2 separate regions of the Mus musculus genome follow, and region 1 is linked to region 2. A link is a contact called in public promoter capture Hi-C data. All regions are on one chromosome and are shown on one strand. The core of a region is the stretch at or near the end of the contact, and the rest is flanking DNA. Distances in the headings are between cores, read along the strand shown. Region 1 overlaps Ssbp3 (single-stranded DNA binding protein 3). Region 2 holds the start of Ttc22 (tetratricopeptide repeat domain 22).

What was found. Promoter capture Hi-C pulls out the DNA fragments that hold promoters and counts their contacts.
Region 1: a contact with region 2 is called in a promoter capture Hi-C map of liver, with 2.4 times the contacts expected there. The contact joins the enhancer-like site here to the promoter of Ttc22 in region 2. A contact is called at or near these places in 14 of 39 promoter capture datasets (the 3T3-L1 cell line, the C10 cell line, the HPC-7 cell line and 8 more), 3 of 15 datasets of contacts at CTCF or cohesin (the NIH/3T3 cell line, large pre-B cells and pro-B cells), 21 of 484 Hi-C or Micro-C datasets (B cells, CD4 T cells, the G1E-ER4 cell line and 13 more), 3 of 115 datasets of contacts at active chromatin or transcription factors (embryonic basal ganglia, embryonic stem cells and pancreatic cancer cells) and 1 of 9 other capture datasets (embryonic stem cells).

What each region holds. Positions count from the first base shown.
Region 1 is chr4:106,987,674-106,993,407 of GRCm38.p6, forward strand. The region is part of intron 4 of Ssbp3 (single-stranded DNA binding protein 3); the gene reads left to right. Among named protein-coding and RNA genes, the nearest start is that of Gm12786, 37 kb to the right of the region's middle. Within about 2 kb of position 1,413, at least 120 of the 459 cell types and tissues checked have an H3K27ac peak or open chromatin away from gene starts, as enhancers often do. A contact at or near this core is called in the HPC-7 cell line, the N1E-115 cell line, the NIH/3T3 cell line and 6 more, where this site is marked.
Region 2 is chr4:106,621,163-106,627,582 of GRCm38.p6, forward strand. Ttc22 (tetratricopeptide repeat domain 22) reads left to right here and starts at 1,287. Exons shown (of 7, transcript NM_177667.5): 1 at 1,287-1,955. The coding sequence starts at 1,389.

The DNA of each region.
Region 1 (5,734 bases), core at 163-2,662, 370 kb after region 2:
GTGTGCTGACAGGAATTTAGCTTGTCCTCCACTTGAAGACCTTAGAACTTGACTACAATGTGGGCTCCGGGTGCAGAAGGCCTGTTCCTTCAGTGCAGTGAGTGGCCTCTCTTTGCCTCTCTTCCCAATGGTGATGGAGGATAGAAGCCAGGATGGCTCAGCCCTGTGGCTGGCTGACTCACTTCTGATTAGGGACCTGTGTGGCCAGCGGCTTCCTGCCATTGTTTCCACAAGCTCTTTGCAAGCTCCTCTGTCTTTACAAGCTAAGCTCCACAACAGGTCCTGCGAGTTAGGGAGTCCCAAGAGCACACCAGCACCCAGGGTTCTTCAGGAGCTGCCTCTGGCATTTTGGGCTCATCCTTTCTGGCTTTTGTTCAGGAAAAGAGAGCCCTTTCCGTGGGCATTTGAGCTGCCGTGTGTCGCATGTAGCCTGGTCCTATCTCAGACTCTGGAGCTTGGTGGCTGCCCATGATCAGACCTTCACTTTGCTGCCCCCTTCTGGGACAACCAGCTCTCTACTCAGGGACCGCCTTTGCCTGACCTTCCTCACCCCAGGAAGCAGTATGTCCAGCTGCAGAATTCTTATTGCTTGAGAGCCCCAGAGAAATGGCACTAGGGGTGTATCCCTTCTGCATACTCCTTCCAAGAATGAGGACACATGATGCTTCCTGTAGGTGCCATCACCCCCATCCTCAAATCCAGACCCAAGGGCAGGCAGGCAGGCTTATCCTACCTATCCACCAAAACCTTTCTCCTTGGTGAGACCCATAAGTCGGCCTCTTAGAGCAGGGTGGGTCACTGGCTTGTCATGTGGTGTAGGATACCACCTACAGTTGTTTAGTAGCCCAGCAGCAAAAATGCAGGAACCTATAAAATAGTGGAGGGAAGGAGGAGAGGGAAGGGGAGTGAAAAGGCAGAGCCAGAACTGCAGACCTTCAGAGTCACCCCTTGTGAACCCGACCCAGCAGACCTGCTTCCCACCCGGCTTCTTCCCTCCCTGTGGTCTGGATCCACCCGGCCTTGTAGATTGCATCAGGGAGCCACTTACCCCCATTAAAACTGGGAGGGCCAGGGAGGGAGGAAATGGGCTAGGGTGTGTTGGGAATGTTTTAGCTAATGCAGGGAGTGCTTTTTAAAAGGCAGGTAGAATTTTTTCTTTATAGATCAATTAAAAACCCTTCTTAAAATTAGCCTCTGGGAAGGTGTGTCAGTGGGCTCTTGTTTTCTTATGTCCCACACTCTGCACATCCTCCCTGACAGAAAACCTTAAAATTTTTCTTTCAGAGGTGACCAGTGTTTTTAAATGCCAGGTGATGACCAAGGGAGAGGGACCTTTGACTAGGGTTAAAGTACTGTCCTGGGAGGGTGCGTAGACTCCCTGTGACTCCTCTGGGCCATACAGCTGGCGGGCAGCAGCAGGCACGAAGAGGAACATCTCACCAGAGCCAGGCAGATGGTGTTCACCTGCTCGGGACACACTCCCTGGTCCGGGGCCCTTGGAGTTGCTGAGATAATAACAGACAGCTGCCAGCCCTGGACCTAGATCTGCGGGCATTCAAAGGCATACAAGGTGCAGGGAGACAGAGCCTGCCCAGGCCTCCCCACCCGCCAGGCCCTGCTTTTGTTTGAGAGTTGTGAGCCCCTCCTTTCCCGCACCAACATCCGAGCAACAAGAGCGCTTTAATGGAGGACAGTTCTGTTTTGGAAACGACAAGAAAGCTCCTTGTCAAGTGTGACCTGGCCTTTCCTTTGTCTTGCCTCCCTTCTTTGTGTGTGTCTCCAATGGGTTTTGTTCCAAGGGGCAAAGGAGCTGGACATGGATTTGGTGTGTTCCTGCGGTTTTTCTTTCTGTTTTCTTTTTTGGCAGCAGCTAAAGCTTTTGGTTATTTCTGAGTACAGGACAATTGGGGAGTTGGGGATTCAAGACCACTCCAGTGTCTTTGAGTTACTGAGTGGTGTCAGCAACAGCGAGTGGCAGAGAAGCCAACTTTCTGACCGCCTGGAGATCTCTCAGCTCATTGTATATGTGCGTAAGGACAAAAAATTTCTCATGGCCTTCAGTCCATAGGGGCATTTGCCCAAATATCCTCAGAAGGCAAGGCTAGCTGTTTCAGCCAGCACTCTGCCCTCTAGCTGTGCTCAGGAGGAACTGGTATTGCTTGGTTACCGTGTTAGCCTCCTCCACTGCCAAATAGGTCTGTGCTGGCCAAGGTTATCTGGACCTGGCTCCATCCAGTGTGGGCACTGTGACCAGTGATATTGGGGGGTGCTGAGAGGCAAAATTGGATGTTACTTCCCCCAGGGCAGGACTCAGGCCTGACTCCTTCAGGCTAAGACTCAGGGCAGCTTAGTAGAGGAGTGGTGTTAATAAGATTACAGAATCAGCTTGATCATCTTAAATGCCCCAGCCAGAGCGCTCGATTGTGTACCTGTGCTGGCACCTCTGAGGTGTCCTCAGTTGAGTCACAGGAGCTTGTTCTGTGTGTGCCCCTTAGGGCTTGTCAGAAGAGCAGTATAATTTAGTTGTGGTGATGGCTCAGTCCAGCATTTCATCTCTCTCTCTCTCTCTCTCTCTCTCTCTCTCTAATTATCCCAAGCTAGTGATATTTGTCTTGCATGAACCTCCAGACAGAAATTGTCTTTTATTACACGTTTTTTAAAGACTAGGGTTTTTTTTCTTTTTTAAAGGTTTATTATTTTTATGAGCATTGGTGTTCTCTTCCTCAATGGCTTCGAGGGCACAGAGCCTCAGGAGCCAGAGTTACAGACCACTGTGAGCTGCCATGTGGATGCTGGGATTTGAACTTGGGTTCTCTGGAAGAACAGCCAATGTTCTTAACCACACAGCCATCTCTCTAGCCCCAAAGAGTAGTCTTAAATGGGTATCTCTCAGTCCAGCTCTCTAGGGCCACATAGTAAGACCCTGTCTGCAAAACACACAACAAAACAAAACTGCAACTTAAACAAATCTCTGACTTACTAGAAATCAAAACCCCTTCTACTCTTCTTTTTATTTTAATTATTGATGAATGTCTCTGGTGAGACTTTTGACTTTTTTTTTGGATTGAGTTGAGCTTGAAAATGTCATCTAATGTATTTTTACAAATACAGGAAGAATGAGACAGACAGACAGACATACACACACACACCACACACACCACACCACACATGTGTGCAAGCCTGTACGCAGTATGATCTGATGACAGTCAGTAGGCCTAGGTGTCAGCTGGGGAGCGGCAGGAATGCTGTTTGATCTTTGCTTTTTGGAGCCCCAGGGTTGAAGGTAAGGGCAGAAAAGATAGGTACAGAATAGCAGCAGCAGTCCTCAAGATGTCAGGGTCCCGGCCCTCGCTCCTCTTATAGCTTGCCTCCCCACTTATCTCTGGTGACCTAGGTAAGAGTAAAAATGGCTGGTGTGTTTTTGTTTGTTTTCTTTTGTTTTGTTCTGTTTTTAAACTTCTCTTTGTCAGGCTGGTTTCAAGTAATTCAGCACTTGCTAATTATGAACCTGGTGTCCTGGCCTGAAAATCCCTGCCTGTTTGAACTTGCAGCTTCCCAGTTCCAGAAGTGGATATATGCTCTTTGATACCAGCCCATGGCTTACAGGATCCAAAGTGTGTGTCCTCACACTGCTCCCATTCTTACTTGGCCAGTGTGTCATGTCTACTGTCTGGGCAGTGTACAAGCACAACTTGCATCTATAGGAACTATAGAAACGGGTGGATGGCTCTAGGAAAATATGAAATGAACCAGACTGTGGCCAGTCTGGCTAGAAGGATGCCAGCAGGTAGTGACAGGTAGAGGGGGAACTCCATCAGTAAGTTTGGGAAAGGTTGCTGAGGAATGTACGTCATATTCCACTGGGACATAGGTCAGCATATTCACACATAGGGAGGATAATTGACTGTCAGTTCATGGGAAGCAGTTTGCAGGTAAGAGCCCTGCTAGGCAAAGAAGCAGATGAGGGTTCTAAAGTGAGGGCTTCTTTCCTGCTATGGTTGGTTTGTTTTTATCAAGAGTACCGAGTCTAGGGTTCCCTTGCTTCTGTTCTAAGAGCAGGCGTGGCCCTGGGCAGGAAAGGAACTTTCTGCTCTCCTGATCTGTCTCCACCCAGAGATGGATCTAAACTGTGCTTTCCCCAGCTGTGACATCGGAAAGCAGGAAATCTAACCCCTGGGATGTGTCCTAGGTAGGTGCTGTGTCCCTTAAGAAAGTGAAGAGGGACCAGTTACCTTGAGACAAAGGCACCTCTCCTAGTCAGCCTCTGCTTCTCACTGGTGAGAGAGGGAGGGCTCTTTCCTTCTCAGTTGAGAAGTCGTTTAAACCAGCCAAGGTGGTGCCTGGTCTCCATACTCAGGAGACTGAACTAAGGGAATCCCAGATTTGAGGCCAGCCTGGGCTACATAGTGAGATGTCTTAATGACAACAAACAGATGTAATAGCCTAGAAGTCCATGAGTTCGCTCCTTCATGGTGATGGTGGCACTATTGTTTTTCTGGGTGTTGTGAATGTGATTATCTGTGCTGTGTGAGACCTGCCTACAGTGGCAGACCTGGGATGTTCTCTGACAACACCCACTGTTCAGCCTCTGGCCTTTCTCTGATAGCCTTTCTGCCTCCTGGCAAACATAGGATGATACCTACCTGACTGTGGTGATGACTGAGGGAGCCTGTCTCTGCCCTCTTGCTGCCTTCGCCTGACCCTTGGAGCTGTTGCCTAGAATGACCTGCCCTTCTGGAGCCCTGCCTGTTCTCCCCTCTTTCACATACCCCCTCCCCCACCCTGCCAGGACATAATTGGCACTTAGAGCATGACCATGTACGTGAATCCTTTGTAGCAAGGGATTCCAGGAAGCACCAGTAGGACAGTGAATAAAGAAACAGGATTTGCCCAGTGAGTGGCAGACCTGTTTGGGGCTGTTTGGCCTAGGACTTTCTCTGCACTTTACTGTCTGTACTTCAGAGTGATCTAAGAGCTGAATGAGAAGGTATTTGCAGAGACTGCACAGGTTGGCACCTTAGGTATTGAGAAGTCCTGGTGAAAATACTCGTTTGTGAAAATACTGAGCCAAGGTCTCTTTGGTGGCAGGACCTGTTCTATACTCCTAGAGCTGGATACCAAAGTGGGTGCTGTCAAGGTTCCTGAGCAGTGACACTAGTGTGGCATAACGGGCACAGGCCACAGCAGGAACATGGGAGAGGGAGAGCAGTAGCCAGGGGAGCCTCGTGGCGGAAGGCGTCCCCACCTAAGCTTGTCTTGGGTCTCATGGCTCTCAGAGCCCTCCTGGACAGCACCCTCACCCTGTGGCTCCTGTTAGAGCTCTCTCTGTGATTAGTGCGGTGTACCTCACTCTTGCCTCTAATTGTGTGGTACAGCGTGTGCCTTATTGTATCAGGATATAATACTGTTAGCCTGGCAGTTACCTTGTTCACTAATTGTTTCGTGCATTTATCTTGTCTTCTCTGCTGCTCCTTTTGAGAAACAGGTACTGTTTCTGTGACTCTGATCTCTGCCCAGGGCCCAGAGGCAAGGGTGTAGCTGGGCACCAAGGAGCCTGCTCTCAGGGCCCCGGTCCAAGTCCTACATCGGCCAGGTGGATTTGCTCTGTGGCCTTTTGTTCTACACAAGCTTGGTCTGGGAGCCCCTTTCAGCTCTCTTGCTTTCTAGTGTAGTGACTATGTCTGTTGCTTGGAGCCATCGCCCCTTTGTCCGGCCATTGTGGCTACTAAGGCTG
Region 2 (6,420 bases), core at 37-2,536:
GGGTAAGAGCACCGACTGCTCTTCCATAAGTCCTGAGTTCAAATCCCAGCAACCACATGGTGGCTCACAACCACCCATAATGAGATCTGATGCTCTCTTCTGGTGTGTCTGAAGACAGCTATGGTGTACTTATGTATAATAGTAAATAAATCTTTGGGCCTGAGCTAGTGGAGCCGACCAGAGCGAGCCAGAGCGAGTGGGATTGACTGGAGCAAGCAGAGGTCCTAAATTCAATTCCCAACAACCACATGAAGGCTCACAATCACCTGAACAGCTACAGTGTAATCATATACATAAAATAAATAAATCTTTTTTTTTTAATAAAAAGTTGCTAAAGTCATAGTTTCTTCAAATTCACTAACCAGCTCTATTTTCTCTAGTGAAAATGCTGGCCTCCTTCCAACGAGGTTGAGGCAAGGGAGGCAAGAGCCCAGCCTCAGGATAAGTGAGGAAGAGTCCAAGGTCCAGACATTCCGGAAAGCCTAGTCTACAGGGGACTCTGCTTTATCACACAGGGCACCCCAGTTCAACCTGCACACTAGAAGCCAGGTGGGCCCCTGAGGGAGACAGCATAGAGCAAGAAGACAGCAGTCTCAGAGCAGGGAGCAGGACCGGCTGGACACTGATCCAGATGAGTGAAGCCCAGGCATACCCAGGGCAGGCATTCATTGGTTTTACCTAGGTATCTCCTGGTCCCTCACAGGGAACTGCGTCCTGTCACAGAGGAGGAAAGCGGAAGTATAAGGGGTAGTGCTTTTTATTAGGGATGGAGAAACAGAAGTAGAACCTAGCACCTAGGCACCTTAGTTTTTGCTGTTTGGGCCCCTGCTGAGCAGAGGAGAGCCAAGATATTCAGTTGAGAGGCCAGATGCACAGACTGGAGGGGCGGTGGCCTGCTGTGTTCAGCGGAAGCGCTCTAGAATACACACACAGCTCTGGAGTGGGCAAGGCTTGCTCAGCTGGAAGGGCCTGTCCTGACAGCTCTGTGTGGAGGGTGGAGCATTGCCAATGGAGGAAGGACTTGGCCGGCCTGGGCAACCCGAGGCTCCAGGTCTCCTTGAGCTTGACCTGGTTCTGTGACCTTGGCACCTTTCTCTTCTGAACCTCTCTCTTCATCTGCTGAGTAGTCGAAATCTGCCCTTGCCACTTACTGGGTTTGTGAGCCTCCCGTTTGGCAAAGCACCACACCTGTTTTTCAGGCACACCTGCTTGTGCAATGCTGCTGTCTAGCAGCGAAAGCGGAAACACCTACAGGGCGAGCCCTTGGCCGGCTCTGGGTACCACCCACTTGCAAGAGGTGCCCCGGACCGCCGTGCGGGGCTCCCTCCGGGGCCGCCCCATCCACTGTCCTTGGGAGCTAGGGGAGGCCAGGGCAGTCAGGGGCAGCCATGACGGAGGCCGAGGTCGGAGCCGAGGACCTGGACACCCTTCTCGATGAACTGGACTATCTGCCCGGCCACTTCCACCTGGAGATGCAGCTCAACTTCGAGCCGCGCTCACCCGCTCAGCTGCGCGCCCGGGACCTGAAGCTCCAGCGAGAGGGTCTGCGGCAGGAGCTGGAGCTGGTGGCCACCCCGCAGCTGCCTGCCGTGCGTCACCTCTTGGGAACCTTTTCCTTCTACCTGGAGGAGCTGGGTGATGCCCGCGAGCATTTCCTGGAAGTGGCCCGCAAAGACCCTGGCAACCTCAACGCCTGGGCCAATCTGGCACACGTCTACGGGCAGCTGGGCCAGGAAGAAGAGGAGGAGGCGTCCGCCGGGCGACTGGCCAGCCTCATGGGCCTGGAAGGGGACCCCGAGGATGCTGGAGACCCCAGGCTCCGCGCTGCCCGCTGCCTGGCGGAGCAGGGATATGCGCATGGCTTCGACGTGGGCTGTGCCAGTCCAGAGGAGCGCGCGCAGGTGCTGGAGGCGGGCATCGCCCTCTACGACAAAGCGCTGGGCTATGGTCAGCAGGTGGGTGCTGGAAGGACTGTGGTCATTCATTTCCTTTGCTGGGGTGCCCGCCACCATTCCCGCCCCAGGTCACCCGGTAGCTTTGCGTTCCTGGGTGCTGCCCACCTAGCTTTCTGTTTCAGCACCAAGACAAATCCTCCAATCAGGCTAACACATCCCTTCTCCCTCCTCTGCCAACAAGTAAGAGGTACAATCAGACACCAAAACTTGACAGATTGTTCTTCCTCCTTTCTCCCCTCATCCACCTATCCTTCTAAACCCCAATTTTGCCACTGCCTCAGCTTATACGAGCTTTCTCTGGCAGCCCAGCCTCTGAAGTGTCCTGCCTGGCTTTGTGGTCACTCTCCAGCTCTGCTCTCCTGTGCCAGCGTTTCACTCAGCAGATATACAGTTGCTGCATCTCACTGGCTACATCCTCAACTCAGCCTCCCCTCCTCCTGCTGGCAGAATGACTTAGGCTTGAGTGACATCCAAGGCCCTCCGTCCTCTATCCAGGCTTTCACTACACCCCACATCCACTCCGTTTACAGTGGGTGGGCTCCACATAGCTCTCTTCCTTCCTGTGTCTTACCCGGGGTACCTCCTGGTCCTGTGGCCTGCATAGCCCCCAGTAGCTCTCAGATTTGCTTTGAAATTTCCCTTTGAGGGATGCCTCCATGGTTCCAGGCTGGTCACAGCACCCTCACAGCTTCCTCAGCCCTGTTCCAATTGTCCCTCAAGCCTGTCCCTCCAGCTCTGTCTCAACAGTTTGGAGAGGGGGCACAATGGTCGTCTGAGTGTCACTGGATCACAGTGATTCTCAAAAGTCCTGGCACTAAATAGATCCTAGCATACTTGTCGTTTATCCTGCAGTACAAGAGTCCTATGTGCAGCAGCCTATACAATAAGCATTTACGACTGAGCAGCCCTGGGATCTAGGTGTGGCTATGCTGTCCTCCCAAGGTTTGCCTGACTGGGGGCCATCTACAGCCACACCAGTTCATAATCGACAGGGTATGGTTCCTAGCTGGCTCTTGATACTTCGGCTGTTTTCTCATTCTCAGAAACATGTCACTGGGTCTGGCCTACACTGCAGGGGAAAGGGTTATACAGGTCAGAAATACCGTCAGGTAGGCTCACTGGGGGCTGCATGTCACTGATGGAAGAGTGATGTGGGAATGTTATTCTCTTGAGCGCTATGCCCTGGCACAACACCATTCCAAAGCCTCTGCACACATCTTGAGCGTCTTTTCCACCAAAAGATGCAAGTTCTTAAAGAGAAGTGTTGGAGTGGTGACTTTAGCGAGGCCCCGTTGGAGGGCATGGACTTGACCTCCGGACAACAGTGCAGGGTACAAGTCAAGAGGGCACTTAGCCTGGGAGTGCAGGTTCAAGGCTCTCTGAGCTCTCCAGCTCCACTCAACCGATTCCGGGCTCTCCGCGTACCCTTTCCCTCTCAGTGAGGTGAGATAATGACGTGATGTGTGTCATGGGTTTTCCCATTAGTATAATGGTGGTACCATTTGGTTGATGACATAATTTAGGGCTAATGTTTGTAAAGTTCCTAGAAAGGGCCTGCACAGAGGCAGCCATAGGTGAACATCTATTTTCTCACCTACGAAGCCTCCTCCTCTTACCACAAGCTAGGTGTAGCTGGGAGTGTGGCTGGGAGCTGGGACCTCCAGCCTGAACATGAAGTCAAATGCCAGGGCATGGGTAGAACAGCCAGCGTTGTGTGTGTGTTGAGTGCGGCTGTGGTCACAGGTCGCAGCAACGGTGTGGTGCTTAAAAGGCCCTGGGTAGGAAGCTTGAGGCTCAGAGACTCAGTGTCAGGGCCACCCATGGGGAAGCTCTCTCTCCATGGTGCTGTTTCTCATCCGTGGAATAACACAGGAAGGGAGATTTATAACCACCAAGGTCTTTTTCAGGAGGTGTCTGGGGGGACGGAAGGCTTCCTATTAGAGGTGGTCAGGGAGGCAAAGGGAGGCAAAGGTTTGGGAGTGGCAGGCAAACAGAGACCAGCTCTTCTCTGTATAGTCACCACAAGCCACGGTGGATACTGCCCAGCCGGTGATCAGCCAGAGGATGGAACGCTAAGAGGCTGTTGCTTGGGAGCAGTTGTGGCCAGGAGAGAGGTAGGGTTTGCCCCCTGCCCCATCCGCCAAAGAGTAGTGAGCCCACACTCATGAAGTACCTGGTACTACATAGGTGCTCAATAAACATGGCAACCGTGATGATTTCCGCAATCGGAGTCAGGCAGGAACTTGGCCGTGAGAACTCAGCTGTTGCTGTTTTTGCCGTGTGGCTTTAACAAGCTGCTTGTCTCTGGCTGCCATGAAGACTTCACAGGTGCCAGTGCTGAGCTCTGGACCTCTGCCTGGGATGTTCTGCGGTATACAGAAGAACACACTTTTTACACAGACCTAGATAGGCCTGACAGTGGAAGTGGACTTCAGTGGCACATGGGGACCCAAGGTTGGCATCAGCAGTGACCCAGAAAATCCAGGTCCGGTGGAATAGAGGAGCAGTGAGCAAGTCCCAGAGAAGCGACACTGTCCAGCAGAAGTGCCCGGTGGAAGCTTGTAGAAGAGGCAGCAATCTGCGGACAGGAGTAGGCTGAGGGCACTGCCAGCATGGAGTCTGCAAAGGCCGGAGACAGCAGGAGCCTAAGGAGCAGGACTTCAGAGACAGTCTGCCTGAGGCAGGAGAAGAGGGCCAGAGAGAGGCAGCCTGAAACTTTGTAGCAATCTGACTCAGTCTCTGAAACTGGCTCCCACCTCCCACTTTAGCCACGTTTTTTTCCTGACGTTGTCAGCCCCCTTTCATGAGACTCTAACCTGATTCTCCAGATACCCCATGCAGTTTTATCCCTAGACCACCCGCGGCCTAGAAAGCAACTGCATCCATCAGAGCCTATTCCGCATGTCACCTGCGCCTGGGAACCTCACACAGCTGCCCACTCTGGGCACCTCCCCACTGCATCTTAGAGCAGAATCCTGTGGTTCTCTTGGAGCTGAGGCTCTCGAGCCTAGCAGTTTGCCTGAGGGCACTGAGCTATCAAGTGGGAGTTGAATAGTCCCATTCTAACTTGTCTGAAGGCCTTTGCTTTTCTCTGGGATCAGAAAAGGAGGGCAGAGTGACACACACATACACACACACACCCATGGGCACTCTCACAAATCTGGGATGGGGAGTACTGAGAGCTCTCAGGTAAGCCAGTACCCTTTGTTGGGAAGGTGGTTGATTGAGGTGGAGGCACTCAGGGAGTAGGGAAAAGGACTCCTGCAAGAATCACCACCACTTGCAGGAGCTGTGGAGGCGAGCCATGGCTACCACAGCTAGTGCAATGCAGGAGGTTTATTAGCTGATAGGAGAGGCTCAGCAGGCAGGCAGGGTGAGCCCGGAGCTCCTTGAGGCCAGAGGACTAATGAAAATGGCTGCTCTTTTAACTTCAAAGGGGAACGGTGGGAGGCTGGTGTGTTCAACTTGTAACCTGCGTGAGGGGCCGGGTCTTTGGGATGTCTGTGCTCTGCTCTTCATTCCCTGCTGGGAGGTTTGGGGTTGTGGTACTGGGGGTAGAACCTGGGCCTTGCTACACTAGACAAAGCATTCGACTGCTGAGCTATCTTTCTAAGGCCGGCTCCTCTTTCTTGACAGAATTATAAAGAGATGGGTGGCTTTTATCACTCCTCCCTTCCTCTGAAGATCACCTTCACACACACACACACACACACACACACACACTCACACACACACTCACACACACACTCACACACACACACAGAGGTGGGGGGAGGAGAGGGAGAGGGAGGAGACAGATGGAGACAGGGAGACAGAGAGAAAAAAAGAGACAGAGATTGATTTTTGGTGGTTCCTGGTCACAAATCTCAAGGCTCCGTGGACATTAAGAGCACAGAATTTGCCAGGCTGTGGTGGCACACACCTTTAATCCTAGCACTCAGGAGGCAGAGGCCTCTGAGTTTGAGGTCAGCCTGGTCTATGCAGCAAGTTCAGGGCTATGTAAAGAGAACTCCTGAAGATGGTGGCAGTTTTGCTTGGTGTGTGGTCCTGTGCAACACGTGCCTGCTAACACAAGTGCAGATTCACGTGTGAACACACATGAAGACTCATTTGCACACATGCATGCCCACACAAGTGAGTGCTCACACACGTTTATGCTCATACACTCACACACACAAGCTCCTCCCCACCTGTCACAGCAGGCCTCGGTAACGGTAAGACCCACTGCCAAACTGGAGCCTGTGGGCTGTGTGAGCTCAGAAGTTCACTTTCATAAATGTTTGTGTCTAACTCGGGCCTCACAGACCCACACTGCCCATCAGACACTGTGTTTCCCTCACATGCAGGGCACAGCAGGCTCCAGAGGGAAAGCGAGCGTCCAGTGCACTTAAGCCATTTGGATTGCACTATGGGTGATGATGCCACAGGCCTGTCTCACAAACAGAGAGGGCATTCCATCTTTCAT